Linked DNA regions of Lactuca sativa: region 2 is linked to region 1. Evidence: chromatin contacts called from public Hi-C data. All regions are on one chromosome and are shown on one strand. Each heading gives the region's core, a stretch centred on a gene start, on an enhancer-like site or on the middle of the called end of the contact. The rest is flanking DNA. Distances are from core to core; before and after follow the strand shown. Region 1 holds the start of LOC111883868 (protein phosphatase 2C 56). Region 2 holds the start of LOC111883925.

Region 1 (7,387 bases), core at 1,871-4,370:
GCGCCGCCGGTACTTCACCGGCGGCAGACCGCCGCCGCCGCCGCAAAATCCGGCGAGCCACCTCACCCACCTCGGTGTTTGACATTACATCCCAAAGTCCATCACTTGCTATTATTAAGCACTCGTCTTCATCGGTTCTTGTTGTGAATGTTATTTCGGGTACTGGTATTATCCACGGTCTTAAGTATCTGTCACCTGGATATATATATATTTACAGATACTGATACTGATACTGGTAAAATAAAGTTGAGTAAAATGTGGGATTACCAATCGCTCGTGACATGGCAAGGACTCCAAATACTCTTGCTCCATTCCAATTTATGACTTTTCCGTCTTGTTCTTCGATTCTCAAGAGTTCATCTTCTCTATCGGGCTATAGAAGCAATGGAATACAAGATATTATTTAAACTCTTAAAAAATAAATAATCGTGTTGAGATTTGCAAAAGAAAAGGTGAATTTTCTCTATTGTTTTTCATTGCACAAGTTGTTGGGAATCTTTGAGACCTTTTGATCAACTGTTAAAGGGATGGATTCCGTGCCTCGGAAAAGTACTGCTCGGGAATCACCGCAGTTGGATACGATGATTTGGCAACCGGATAACACCACCGCAACTGCGGTGGATCCGACGATTTCAGGAGCTGCGGCCTCTGATAAGACTTCATTGTCGGCTCTTTCAAAGCTACTGGACATCACTGACTCCCATCTTTGTTTCCATTTACAACCGTTAGATGCTTCTTGATCCCACTCTTCTGCTATCACTTCATGCATTCGCTCTGCACAGAATTTCGCCACCTGGTAATTAAAACAAATAAATAAATAAAATGTTTTAGTTATATAAATTTAGAATAATAACTAACTTCGAAGTATTTATATAGAAAAAAATAATTTGGTTATAGTTGTTTAATGTTATATTATTATTTATTATTTATTAAGTTACCCTAATAAATATTAAGACAAATTTGTTAAAAGCTATTGAATATTCTGCTACTTTTGAAAATCTATAAGTTAAAAGAGGGAAAATAGGTGGAATATTTTTAGGTGGAAAATATGTTGTAAAAGTAGTCGAAGAATTAGATATTAATCACTATCTAAACCAAATCTACTCCATTTTAATACAAAAAAAATAATGTTATGTGTCACGTAGAAATGGTTTAAAAGTCAAATGAGTGTTTATGAATTATTTGACTCGCTCAAGCCAAATCTTCTCAAGATTTTTCTAAAGCAGATACGTTAGGATTTCTTTATTGTTCTTTCCGATTAAAATAACTTTTAATCTTAAATATATTAATATGAGTTATTTTTGTATGATTATCGGCTTGTTTTTTTCTCATACTTTCCAACTCATAAGATAACAAAAAATAATAAAAACATTCGGTTCTTTTAAATATGACAACATGCAAAAAGTATTACTTTTTTTTTTGTTCAAGCCTTATAACCCAAAAAATAGATAACTATATATGTCATCTTAGCAAGCTACAAGATTTGTGCTTAACTATATAATAAGAAGAACAAGAAAGTAATTATTATGTGAAAAATAGAAAAAGACTTTATTTTAGACTGTTAAAAAACAAGACTCTTGTTTTCAATTTAATTAAATAGTTTATCATGTTACTTAATGAAAAATAATTTAAAAAGTAAAATGTTGAATTAGAAAGTCGTGTTCTTTTTCAATTTTTTTTTAATTATTAAAGTCTCTTGGAAGGGAAACACCAAACACGTGTGCTAAAGACAAAAAAAAATGATAAATGCAATTCACAATAACCACTCCCGACACGCTACGTGTCATGCAAGTCAGAATCAACTATATTGTATTTACATTCATAAAAGCTGGCATAATTTATTAGTTACTTTTCCTTTTCATTTATTTTTCTGATTACGTGTTTATGTTAAAAATAGCCATAAATAAATATTTGTTACATTAACTAACATATTCCTAGATCATAAAAATGAAATTGTTGGGTTAGATGTTGATTTCTGTCAAATAAATGTAATATGTTAATAAATAAAAGTTATATTACATAATAATTTTCTTTATAATTAAAATTTTGTGTTTCTGGATTGTTGTATAAGAATCATCTTTCTTAATAAAAAAAAAACAGTTTTTTTCAGTATACTAAAAAAATTATATTTTATAAAGTTTTAAAAAATTGTGGTATATAAAGGAAAATATTGATAAGAGACTATGGATAGTGAGTTAATGCTCATGAAATATTGCAAGAGTTTATGGTCAACGATATTAAATTTTGGGATTTTCGTTATCTTCAAATTTTAATAATAATCAAGACTCGTCTGTTGAAGAATATCTTCAACAAATGGAGAAAAAAATTATCATTTTATATGCAGTGATTCACACAGGAGATCGAGATCAATTCCATTGTGCGATTATGAATGAAAATGAAACGAACATAATGAAATGATGCACACAGGACTTATAAATCCAATGAATAACAAACTCGGTTTGATTTTGACCAAATGTGTATGAATTTTTAGTAAAATTTGAATCTGAAACTGAAAATTTGCGAAAGGATTTAAGAAGCTAGCTAGCTTACTTGTGATCCACCATGGCCATCGTAAACGCCGAAGAAATGAATCGGAGAGATCTCGACGGAGTTTCCAGAACCAGGATTCGTACATCCTCCGACGCGATCGCACGTATGCGACATGAATCCCGGCACCACCGCAACCGCATCCTCCATCTCCTTCCGCCGTCCGATTACGGACCTAAACCCCCACGCGACTCCCTTATTCCTCCCAACGCACTTCTTCAACTTCCTAGCTACTCGTCCTTCCTCACCTTCCCGTTCCACGGTCAACGTAAGCGGCACCACCGCCGCAGCTAAAATCTCGCCGGAGGAGCTGCTGGTTATGGAGAGATTGCTGGAAACGTCGACGTCGCTGCTGCTAAATAACGATGAAACCGTTGAACTCGCTGACGAAATCTCAAACGAGTCAACGTGGTTAGCGTCTCCGTCTTCGGAATCCATGAGCATTGTTGAAAACACACACACAGTAGTAATGTGGAAATGTGTGTGTTAATGGAGAATGATGATTGTGTGAAATAAAATGAAGGAGAAAGGGGGACTGAGATGATGACACGTATGAAGGGGACATGAGGCGACGCTACACGCAATTGTCACCCATACACAAGTAAACACATATGGACTGGTCCTATATTTAACCTTAATAATGATTAATTACATAAACTACCCCCGATATTTCCCCACATCATTAAATACAATAACACGTGTAATTGTTTCTTTATCAAATTATTTATTTGTTAAAAAAAATGGAGTACGTTTCAGAATGAAAGAAAAATAAATAGAAATGGAAATAAATCTGTAAGAGGCTAGGATTTAATCTTATGAGTTACTATTAATAATCATATAATAGTCAGTTTTTGGTTTTATTTTTCAAATGAGTCGATATAGAGAGAGTGACTTCACTAAATATAGACGCTTAAAGGATTGTATGATATCGATATGAGATATGCTAGCATACTAACATTCGTTGTCAGAGATGAAGGTTTGATAATGATATACAATAGATATTTTAAATCATGAGGGTGTAGACAAACAGGTCTGATGCTACGTAAGATATATGTGGAATCTCTGAGTTACTCTGAAAATAAGTCATTATAAAGAGAGGAGAGACTTCAAAAGATATAAACGTTGATAAAATCGTGTGATACCAATGTGAAATACATGGTAGATCTTTTTAAGTTTTAAAAAAACAAACAAACAAATATATCCCAGAGACAAAGGGGGTAGACTAGACTAGCTTTTTAGCATTAATAATACAACCAAGACATGGATGAATGATATTATCTAAAACCAAAATGTATTCCATGATCCAGAAGCTCTGGTCTACCCCTACCACAACAAATCAAATGAAACCATCTAAAACCAAAATGAATATGAAATGAATATCCAGAAATCGAAGCCAAAACCTAAGTTTAGTGCAAAAACTTAGATCATAAAAGGGAATCGTAACACCAAATTTTAAGCTACACACCAAAAGTATACCCAGATGCAAAATGACGAAGAACATGGTGGTGGTAACCTAACAGATTCGCACACACAACGTCAATCTCATACACAAACGACAAGAAAATGCTTGAAAGAGAAAAAGATGAGAGAATCAAAGTATTCTTTTATAGTCATCAGAGGGAGTATTAGACAGATGAGGAAATAGATGTCGGAGATTCGACTACCCAACAGTCATGATGATGGAGGATCCTTCTTCCTTCTTCTCAATTCGATCGACAAACCACAGGGTCCACAACCACCTAAATCACAACTTCTTTCCTTTTTTTTCTTTCCTTAATTGAGAAATCACACAGGTATCTTGTCCTCAATTGAACACACCCTCACCTTCAAACACTGATGGTTGCGGAGCGATGGTGATGAACACGTGGTTTCATGGGGTGGGTAATCTCTAGAGAAGATGGTCACTTTGGTTGAATCTTGTTTCAAGTTTGAAGGCTTCGAAATGATATTGATGATGGGGCGCCGGTGACAGGAGTGGGTAAGAAAAAAGGGATGAAGGTATGAGTTAGGGAAATGGAAGGGGCTATTTATTTAATTTTTTTATTCTGAAAAGGATAAAAGAAATAACTGAAAATGAAAAAGAAATTAATAAGGGCAGAATGAGGGACGGTTTAAGTTAATTTTTAAAAATAATGACTAAACGTGTCTTTTGGCACATACTTGATGGACGATTCGTGTAATATACCCTTTTTTATATTTGATTTAATTTGTTTTATAAACTTCAATTGTTAACCAAACATTTTTGGTGTAACACTCGAGAATTTGGTATGTTTCTTGTAGCCCCTTAATGCAAAATTCATCGGATTTTAGTCCCTAGCTAGTACGTGGGGAGTACTCTAAGTATGCTTAACGTACTGGCTCTTTTCTAGACACGGGATTCACCCACGTACATGGGGCATACTTGGAGTATGTATGGCATACGTGGTGCAGGGGTAAACCCTAATTTTTAGGGTTTGCACCCTATTTAAGCAACTTATACCACCCTTGGACATTCTATTGATCAACCTCCATCAACCTATGCCCTAATATTGAAATCCTAATTGTCTTTGGTGATATTTGAACTTGAAAGTGTGTTTATTGGTGTTTTGTGGTGAAGAAGAAGAAGAGGAACACTTGGAGGTTGCTTGGGAGTAGCTTGTTCTTGTAGATCCAGGGTTATCTTCACCTTAGCAAGCCGTTTGAGGTAAAAAAAAATATATATCTCATCTTGATGATTTTATGTGTTAGACCCAACTTAGGGTGTTATTTATGCATTTTTGGGTCTTTTGAGCTAAAGTTGAGTTGATGATCTACTTCAGAAGCCATGGATATTAGATCTTAGCCCCATTGAGGTCCCTTATCCATAAAATGTAATCTTTATGAGAGATAGGGGTCCATGCAAGTGTTAATAATCTTTTTAAGATTCTTTTTTATTTCTGGGCCTTAGTAAGTCATGTATGGGTGTAAAGTTGACAAATTTATGTGTTAAGTCACTTTCTAGAATCAGATATGAGAATATGGCATGTTGGCTTAACCAAATAAGTGCTTAATGAGTTGGGTTGGCTGTCTGTCGAGTATGGGGGCGTACTCTGCTCGTACGTTGAGCGTACTGGCCCCGGATGGAGTACGCCAAGCGTAAGTCTAAGTACGCCTAGCACACTCAGCTGTTTGACTTTTGGGTTGACTTTCTCGGATTTGAGCCATATTTTAGGCTTTTAGGGTGTGATCTTTATTGGGCCATTGGACTTCTGACTTTGGGCCATGGGTAGACTATGGTCTTTCTTGGTATTGGGTGCATGATGATTTTGGGCCCAATTTGGAAGTTGAGCCTTTACAGGGCTCTAGGATGCCTATTAGGAATTGGTACTGGGTGCATGATAATTTTCTCCCTTTCTTGCTTTGAAAAGTCTTGATATTGTTTCCATAAATAGATGTGATGGAGTGGTATGAGTCTAGTTTCATTTCTTCTTAGTGTGGCCTTGGCGTTGTGTTCTCTTCACGGCTACTTATATTTGGTGTGGGTTTCATTCAACGAATTTACAAATCAAGCTAAGTTTTATTTTATTTTGAGCACACTCTTTTGTGTGATGTCCAATCTTTTCAAATTAGGTTGTCTGTGGTTGTGACAACCCGAAATTTCCATTCTAATCAAACCATTTCAATCCAATAGAAGTAGAGCAGTTACAGTGAAAATTCAGACTTCGAGTAAAAGTTTAGCAGTTTCCAGGGTTTTACACCCATAGAGATATTAGGAGAGTGGAGGCACTAGGATTTTGTGCAACACTGTAATTCCGTTTCTCTAGGTCATTAGAATCCATTCCGAGAATAGAAATATTTTCTGCCAAAAATTTCAGAACTATACATAGAATTCTGAACCAAAATGGTTCATTAGTTGAATTCCAATTAGAGAAAAGCCAAATTTCCTCTCACAGATCTTCGGGTTTTTATCCCAGATTGTGAGTATACTTCTCTAGTTGTTTTATACTACTTGTTTTAAGCTTAATAACATAGATTGCTTGCCTAATAAGTGAGATCCGGGAGTTTACCGCCCAAGAACGTTCTTGGGGAGTAAACTCCATTTTAAGGTCCTTAAGGGTTCAAATGACCCTCAAATCTTTAGAACTCGAACTAGAAGCCTTAAACTCATGCTTTATACCAACAAAACCATTAGAAATCATGGCTAGAAGGGAGTTTACGGCCAAGAAGCTCCTTAGGCCGTAAACTCCATGTTTTAGGTGCCAAAATGCCTTCAAACTTTCCCTAAGACTTAGAATTTATTTTTGGCATGTACTCCTAAGTGATTAGAACCTAGAAAACTCATGGAAACACAAGTGTGGAAGAGTTTACGACCAAGAGTATTTCTTGGGCCGTAAACTCCTTTAAAGGGGTCAAAGGACACCCTAAATCTTTCCTTAAGCCAAGAGACTATTTGGGCAAGTACCTAGATGAGTTTTGGACTAGTTAAAATACTTAGAACACCAATAGTGAGGGAGTTTACGGCCCAAAAGGTTCCATGGCCGTAAACTCCATAAAATGGTACAAATTGGTGCCATAAACCCTCCTAAAGCCAAGTACTAAGTTCTAGATTTGTTCCTAGAAATGTTTGAGACTTGAAAGCACCATAAGAACCCTCCCAAGGGAGTTTACGGCCATAAACTCCAAGGGAATAGGGTCTTTGGGTCGTAAACTCCCCAAAGGAGTCAATATGGTGCCCAAAAACTTGTTTAAGCCTTGAAACAATTCCCCACTAAAGTTGTGATAATTCTAAGCTCCATTTAAGCCTTGGTTGAGAGTTTACGGCCAGGAGCTTACTCCCCTGGGCCGTAAACTCCAATGAAAATGGTCATTTGACCTTAAACTT
Region 2 (7,387 bases), core at 2,742-5,241, 350 kb after region 1:
ATCATCCCTGGTCGTTTTTTTGGGTTCAAAAAACAATTTAAGAGGTTATAAATAGCAAGTAAAGGTATGCTAGATCAACCCATTGGACCTGCTTTTTAGGTATATCTATCAATAAAATATGAGTATAAATTTTTATACTCATCAAACTAAATCAAGAAAATCAAACAAAACACAAGAAAAAAAATCAAGAAAACACACCTTATGATGAATATTATTGTTGTTGTTGTTGTCCATATTGTTGTAAAGTAGACGCCTTCTTAGGAGTTGCAACACCAATTCTCATAGGTCGACTTGAACAATATTGACCATTCATTTTATTCATAGCTCTAGATGAAAACACTCTATTATAGTCATTAATGTAAAAGATGAAAACACTCTATTATATAGATTAACATTTACCATGTTGTCACTACTGTTCCTAGGAACATATTAGCTACAATTTTTTAAGTGAAGGCACTTTAGCTACCATGTGTTTGAGTTACGTCTACAGGTGGATTCACTGTAGGAGTAGTTGGTGTTTCTTGAGTGTATAAAGGTTCTGTGTGGGTTGTTTTGGTTCCTTCATTGTTATTTGCCTCATTCAATGCAACAGGCATATTTACGACATTGGTGTCACTCTGATCAACTTGAATCTTGTTTGTTATAAAATGATTGAACTTAGACTTGATTATCTCTGACAAAATGTTCCCTGTTTCAGACTCTACACAAGAATAAAGAAACAGTAACAATAATGTATGTGACTTTTGACTAGCAAAATGATATATATAGAAAGGTTAAGTACTAGGCACCTATATAACCAATATTCACAGTAAATTAACCAGTATTCACAATAAATTACTAATTTACCCTTAGTTAGTTGTAAATTTACTCTTTTAACCCGGAAAGTCTATCTGACCCAAAAATTAAATACAAAAAGAGTCCAAACTGAAACACTTTGCATATATGCTTTCACAACGTTTTGATGGCCGCTCATGAATTAACTCCGTCTGTACGTAAATAGTGCATGCACTTAATTATTACTATATGTAGGAAGATAAAGAGAAAGAAGTGGATCTGGGTCAAGATTTAAGTCAAAATCTTGACTTTTTCAGTGAAATAGAAGTCAACAGGTCTCCAACACATAGGTATATAGATATGGCAGACCAATATAGGTTGGTGAAGAACCCCAATTGTTATCTGATTTTTTGGTATAAGAAAACTTTTAGTGTAAGCAAAGAAGTGTACACAACACACACACTGATCTTGATTTGATGTAAATATGAAAGCATATATAGTTGGTATTTTGTTTAGGTTTATAGAATAACTTTTAAAGACCAGTCTGTAACTAATTAAAGATGTCAATTTATTTGATATTGGTTCAAAATAGATGTGACATCAATGTACCATTTCTTATGTAATAAAACAACAATTTCTTAACTTTCTTGTGTATTTTTCTATTCATTAAGCTTAGTTGATTCCTATAGATGCACTAGTCCAACGAGTTAGGTGGGTAATTAATAGATTTTTACCTTCCAGGCTGCTTTCTATTAATTACATTGAGTTGACTGCAAACATTGTTATACTCATCAATGTATACCTGTCACAGTGCAAACCACAAAAGCATCAAAAAACCAACCAAGTATATTCCAAATATATAGTAGCAAGTAAGTAATTTGTGCTTCAACAAGGAAAACAATAAGGATTTAAATAACATAGGAACCAATAAATACCAATTTTCCAAGAAACCTAATCCAAAATCAACATTTAAATTACAAGGGTAATTTGGTATTTTTAAGAACGGGAAACAAGGAAGATAAGGTACCTGTCTGCCATCAGGATGACCATATTTTTCAAAGTTCTCACGTGATATTGGATCTGTTAGAGTTTGATAACCCTACCTGTTAGAACCCAAATCATGTGATTTTAAAACTGATTAAACAAAATTTCAAGGTGAAGATCTATGAGGGATTGTCGCTAGGGGATACTTTCAAAGGAGGATATTGAGAAGATGGTTCAAGAAGTTGATAAGTATGAGTCTAAAGAAGAGGAGCACAAGAAGAATTTGGAGGCGAAGAATGCTTTGGAGAATTATGTGTACAACATGAGGAACGCAGTGAAAGATGAGACGATTGGTGAAAAGTTGACTCCAACATCATCTATTGCTTTTCTTTCCCATTACTGGATAGATAAACTTTCACAAATCTCTGTATACAAGATGTAAAAAAGTCAAATTAGACAAACCTTGAGAGTACTTCAAAATTTCTGAAGCAAGAATTAGTTACAACTAACAAAAAAAAACATGCAATTGAAGAGTAGACGTGTAGAAATAGAATAGTAATTGATGATGAAATTGAAGAGTAGAAGTGTACACTTCTACTCTTCAAATAAGCATTAATATGCATCAACTGAAAGACATCATCATTACTAGCAAAAGAGCCTCCTTGAGACGAGTCACAAAAAACACAGAACTATAAGAGCGTGAGGTGAGATTTTGTGAACGAGAAACCCTAGTTCATCGATTCTCTTACATGAGAATTTTGGGATGTTGTGGCAAATCAATCTGGTTCATGGTAGTAATACCCCAATGTGACTACCTTCTCAATCTATCCATGCATCTCATTAGAACCCAGTGCGTTTCATCTGCCCTAGTTTATGCCTTTCTCAACTCACACTCAAATGGATAGAAGCTAGGAAATGCATTTCTTCATCTTCTTTGTCGGCTCTGGCAGTGAGGGTTGGAGGCGGTGGATGTGGATGAGGAACGTGGAGACAGAGACATGGATTGAAAGGAGATATAAGAGAACAAAATAGAGAGACAAGAGGGGCGAGAAGAGAGTGGATTTTGTACTTTTCTGTTCCCCTCCTTCTCCCTACTTTCCTATTCTGATGATAAGCTCTGAAATGTTCTCTATTTACTTAAGATTGTCGAAGAAGGAGAAGAAGTGAGCCTGAGGTTGTCGGCAACGAATCGATTATAGAGAGCACGTAACGTGTGAGTAAGTGTTTGGATGTACTTCAAAAAAACCCAAAAAATTAATAGTGTAATAAGAAACGCGCGCTTGATTAAAAATTATAAAGCGACATCTGTAGACGACACATACTTAAAATAAAAGCGCCTTTCGTGTTTGTAATTTTTTTATTGGACGCTAATTTTAGGGCACGCACAAATGTGTGTCCTCTATCCTTCAAATTTTGCGAAACTGACAATATTTTTTAGGGCACACGCAAATGCGTGTCCTCTATCAGCGCGTGTCATGAATCAATATCTTTGAGAATATAATATATACACATATATTGTATTATCATGTCGACCTGGTTAAACCGGAAATCGGTCACCATACCAGTTCAATTAAAAAACGATTTTTGAAACATAACTTAAAATACCCTATTTACTAATTACAAATTCTTAATTATATTAAAACAGAATTAATTATTCAATAAAGCTCAAACATTTAATTCGGTTTTCTAAGTATTGCAACGATTATTGTTGTAATCACGTTTTTATTGTTTCTATTTTTATTGTCGTAGTTTATGTTCATGTCAAATCATAAGAAAACTTTTTTTTTAATGAAACACATTTCATCCTTTCTAATTGTTTTGATAAGATATTTTGGTCACTCTATACTTAAAGTAACATTTATCTACGTTATGCTTATAATTTAATAAAAAAAAAAAAGATGGTGGATAATTATCTTTCTATACTGTTTTAGCTAAATTATTTTCTACTCAATTCTAATCAAAATATTTAATGCAAAATAATTATATTAAAACAATATATTAATAAAAATATATTTCTATATATTATAAAAATATTAAAATTCAACTTCCAATTTTATGTATTTATTATTTAGTCAAAATTTGCCTACTTGCTTAAAAAGTCAACGTCCATGACCCTCTTTTTAGCCATCACCGCCGGCACAATTCAGTCACGTCGTTTCATACATTTCCCATTTCACCCTCTACATCTTTAAATCTTTGCACCTGAATTCTTCATAATCCAAAATCCTCGTAGGGGTAGTTTCGTACTTTCAGTAACAACTGCCTAACCGCTGACTTCTCCACCATTTTTTCCTTTCCTTCACGCCTCCATCATTTTCTTTTAAGTGTCAATCTCAAAAAAGTTCACTCTCAATTCAAAACGAAAGAAAAAGAAAGGGAAGGAATCGAGAACACCAATTTCCCAAAAGATTTGATAATCGATACCAAGTATTCTTGATTGAATTTCGTTAGGGTTTTGGGAGAAGAACCTCTGGTTTCAGAAGCAACCGTCTGATCATATTCGATTCGATTCGTAGTCCAAAGGTAAAGTTTCTTTCAATCTTCAGCTTTTTAATACTTTTAGCGTCTAGTTTTCAAGATTCTGTGATCGCTATGCTGGGTTTTGTTCGAATATTACTGGGTATGTGTTGTTTCTGGTTTTCATTTCGGGGTTTTACTGTATCGGCGTATACTCTGTCTAGGGTTTTGGTTTAATTCCTTGGAAAGTTCTATAGAAATCGAGGCTGAATTGAAACTTTATACAAATCTGATTCAATTCTTAATACCCTATGCTTGATGAAGGTTTTTGTGATGATCTTTTAGCTTCTTGCATCAGTTTGTTGTTCATTTACTTGCATGTGTGTGTATATGTACAAGCATGTATGCATATTATATGGGTTATCTTCGTTTTTTTGGTTTCATTTCTTGTAAAAACACCTCGATGGATTAATGAAATAAGAACAATGAATAAAGAAAGTGATTTATGCTGTGAAAATGGTGGTTTTATGAGTTAATGGTTCCATGTACGCTTTTTCAGAAACAAAATTTGGTTATGAGTAAAAAGGGGGAATACAATTTTGATGAAAAAAATCCAAGATTAAATGAAATGTGCATTAACAACAAATCTTGAACCCCTTTATTTGCAATTTCATTTCATCTCTTATAATTCACTTTCATTGCATCATTTTTTTTCCATCAACAACGTTTGGAGGGCTACTTTTGTCATTTACTCATTTTATTTCCTTCTTCTCAAATGTGATAAACCATGCTTGATTTCATATCGAGTGTTAGCAATGTTAAAGATGCATCCATTTTCATTTTTGTAGGTAAAATGACCTATTTGGACATATACATAGCTCCAAAATATTAATTATAATTGGTTTCCATGAATAATGTTCTCTTATTTTTGTCATTATTGAAGGGTATTATAGACATTTTGGCGATGACTCCACGAAGCAATCGCCCTCGTGGACTTGTGCTCAAATACGTGCTTCAATTCGCATTGTTTGCAGCCTTCAGCCTTTGGGTACTATACCAAATCCGACAACCCAACAACGACATCATGCCACGCGGGCGCCACGTCAGCAACGACCATGTTTCCAACTTCTTGGGCCGAAAGGGTAGTTTCGGAATATCAAAGTCAACCCCTGTCTCTCTCTCAGCTTTGACTCTAGAAGACGTAACAAACCCCGGTGAAGAAGGCGAGATTGCTGCCCGGTATTCGAAAGGGATCGAGGAAGTAGAGTTTCGGAGCAAGGCGGGATCCGTAAAAGAGGGAAATGACGATAATGCCCTTGTGTTGACCGTGGCAAAGTCAAACATTAGTTATCCGGATGAAAACGGGATGCCACAACATATTCGTGACAAGTTTGTCGGGATTCAAAGTGTGATTGGTGTGGGCCACGAAAATGAAAGCAATGTCACGTTACAAGAGTCTTGACAGGTGGCATTGTTTGTAGGTTTGGTTTTTTGTTTTTTTTTTCTTTTTGTACAGGTAAAAAAAGTAGATGCTACTGATTTTACTGGTTTTCGTTTAGATGAATACAAAGTAAAAAGGTATTGAAATGAATGAAATGTTGATGGAATAACGAGCCTGATTTGTAGCGTAATGGGGAGATTATGATAAAGTTTTGGGTGTTTTAGTATTGAAAAATCGAAAGGTTTTAGGTTTCGTTTTTAAGAAATCTTGTTTGGTTTTAAGAAGTATTAGTGTGTTTATGTAGTTTATTAGCGTTATTAGTTTATTACAATATTTTTACAGGGCTGTTTGGTAGCCTTTAATTTTTGGCAAAAACGTTTCTTAATTTTTGTCTTCTAATTATTCAGTTCCTAAAAAAATTATTTTAAAAAAAAGTTGTATCTGAATTAAAAAAAAAAAAAAAACAATGTCTCCTACTTAATTAAAAAGGAAAGAGGTTATTGTTTTGATAAAATGGTTTCTCTGATCATATTAATATCATTAATTATTTATAAAACTACTCCCTCCATCTTATATTAATAGTTCATGTTTTTTTTGGTTTGTCATAAAATAATAGTTATTTTTAAAAATAAATATACATTTTACCAAAATATACCTCATTATTAGTTAAACTACCATAGAATTAAATACAACAAAAGGATATAACTGTCATTTCATTTAATAAAATTAATGATAATTAATGTTTCCTTAATTTGTTTGTGGATAATAATTTTAGGACGAAGCCGGTATTAAAATATGGACATAAATGTGTTAGACATTGCAACCCGCCCCGACCCATTTTGGACATAACTTTATTGACCCAGACCCATGCAAAACCCAGCAAAAGACATGTGAGTACTACTACCCAAGATTTGAAACTGAGAGAAATATAACCTAAGAAACTTATTGAAATCTATTCTATTAAATATTTTTTTTTCCATCTATCACATTCTTATTTAATTTGTTGAATGTTATTTTGTGGTTATTTTGAATTAATTTTTTTTTATATGTCATTACTTTATTTTTTATTTTCTAATATATCATTAATTTAGTTTTCATAAATTAAATATATCATAATGACTATATTAATTTCAAATTTCAAACTTCAAATTTCAATTTCAAGTGGGCGTTTGACTTATCTTTTCAGAAGGCAAAAAGAACTTTTGGGAAAAGTTACAAAAAGCCAGAATTTTCTGACTTTTTCAAACAAAATCTCAAAAGTTGCTTTTAAAATACTTTTACCAAACATTTTTTCCCTTCTATCTTTTTCTAAAAGTCCTTTTGGTCTCTCAAAAGATAAGTCAAACATCCCCAATTACTAATAAATTATAGTTTAAACCTTCGATGTAACACTTTGTTTTAATTAACTCGTTTAGTACACGGGTCTGACAATTAAACACATAATTTTAATTAATTCATTTTTTGCATGTTAATTTTTATTTATTTATTTTAATTTTTTTCTCATAATTTTTATTTGTTTCACATTTCAAATCCAAATAAACATCATCTTCGTATTTAACATTTTGTTTTAATCAATCCGTATTATATACGGGTCTTACAACCAGTGATTTATCAAAAGTCCGTTAACTATTGAGTCAACCCTAAATATGGTTATATTTAAGTATATTTCTTGTTATCATCATTTCTCAAAGCCAACTAGATTTCCTAAAAATGTAAACTTTGTTCATAGGC

The links. Hi-C and Micro-C count contacts between places; a contact is called where the count stands out from the background.
Region 2: a Hi-C map of leaf shows a contact between it and region 1, with 7 times the contacts expected there. The contact joins the promoter of LOC111883925 here to the promoter of LOC111883868 in region 1. A contact is called at or near these places in 3 of 4 Hi-C or Micro-C datasets (leaf and seed).

What each region holds. Positions count from the first base shown.
Region 1 is chr7:58,005,805-58,013,191 of Lsat_Salinas_v11, forward strand. It overlaps LOC111883868 (protein phosphatase 2C 56), which reads right to left and starts at 3,121. Exons shown (of 4, transcript XM_052765738.1): 1 at 2,551-3,121; 2 at 506-793; 3 at 268-373; 4 at 1-195. The coding sequence starts at 2,991.
Region 2 is chr7:58,358,631-58,366,017 of Lsat_Salinas_v11, forward strand. LOC111883925 reads left to right here and starts at 3,992. Exons shown (of 2, transcript XM_042896581.2): 1 at 3,992-4,281; 2 at 5,169-5,846. The coding sequence starts at 5,180. The coding sequence ends at 5,677. It overlaps LOC111883792, which reads right to left and starts at 1,812. Exons shown (of 9, transcript XM_023880108.1): 1 at 1,802-1,812; 2 at 1,710-1,725; 3 at 1,535-1,576; 4 at 782-788; 5 at 483-700; 6 at 89-105. The coding sequence starts at 1,812.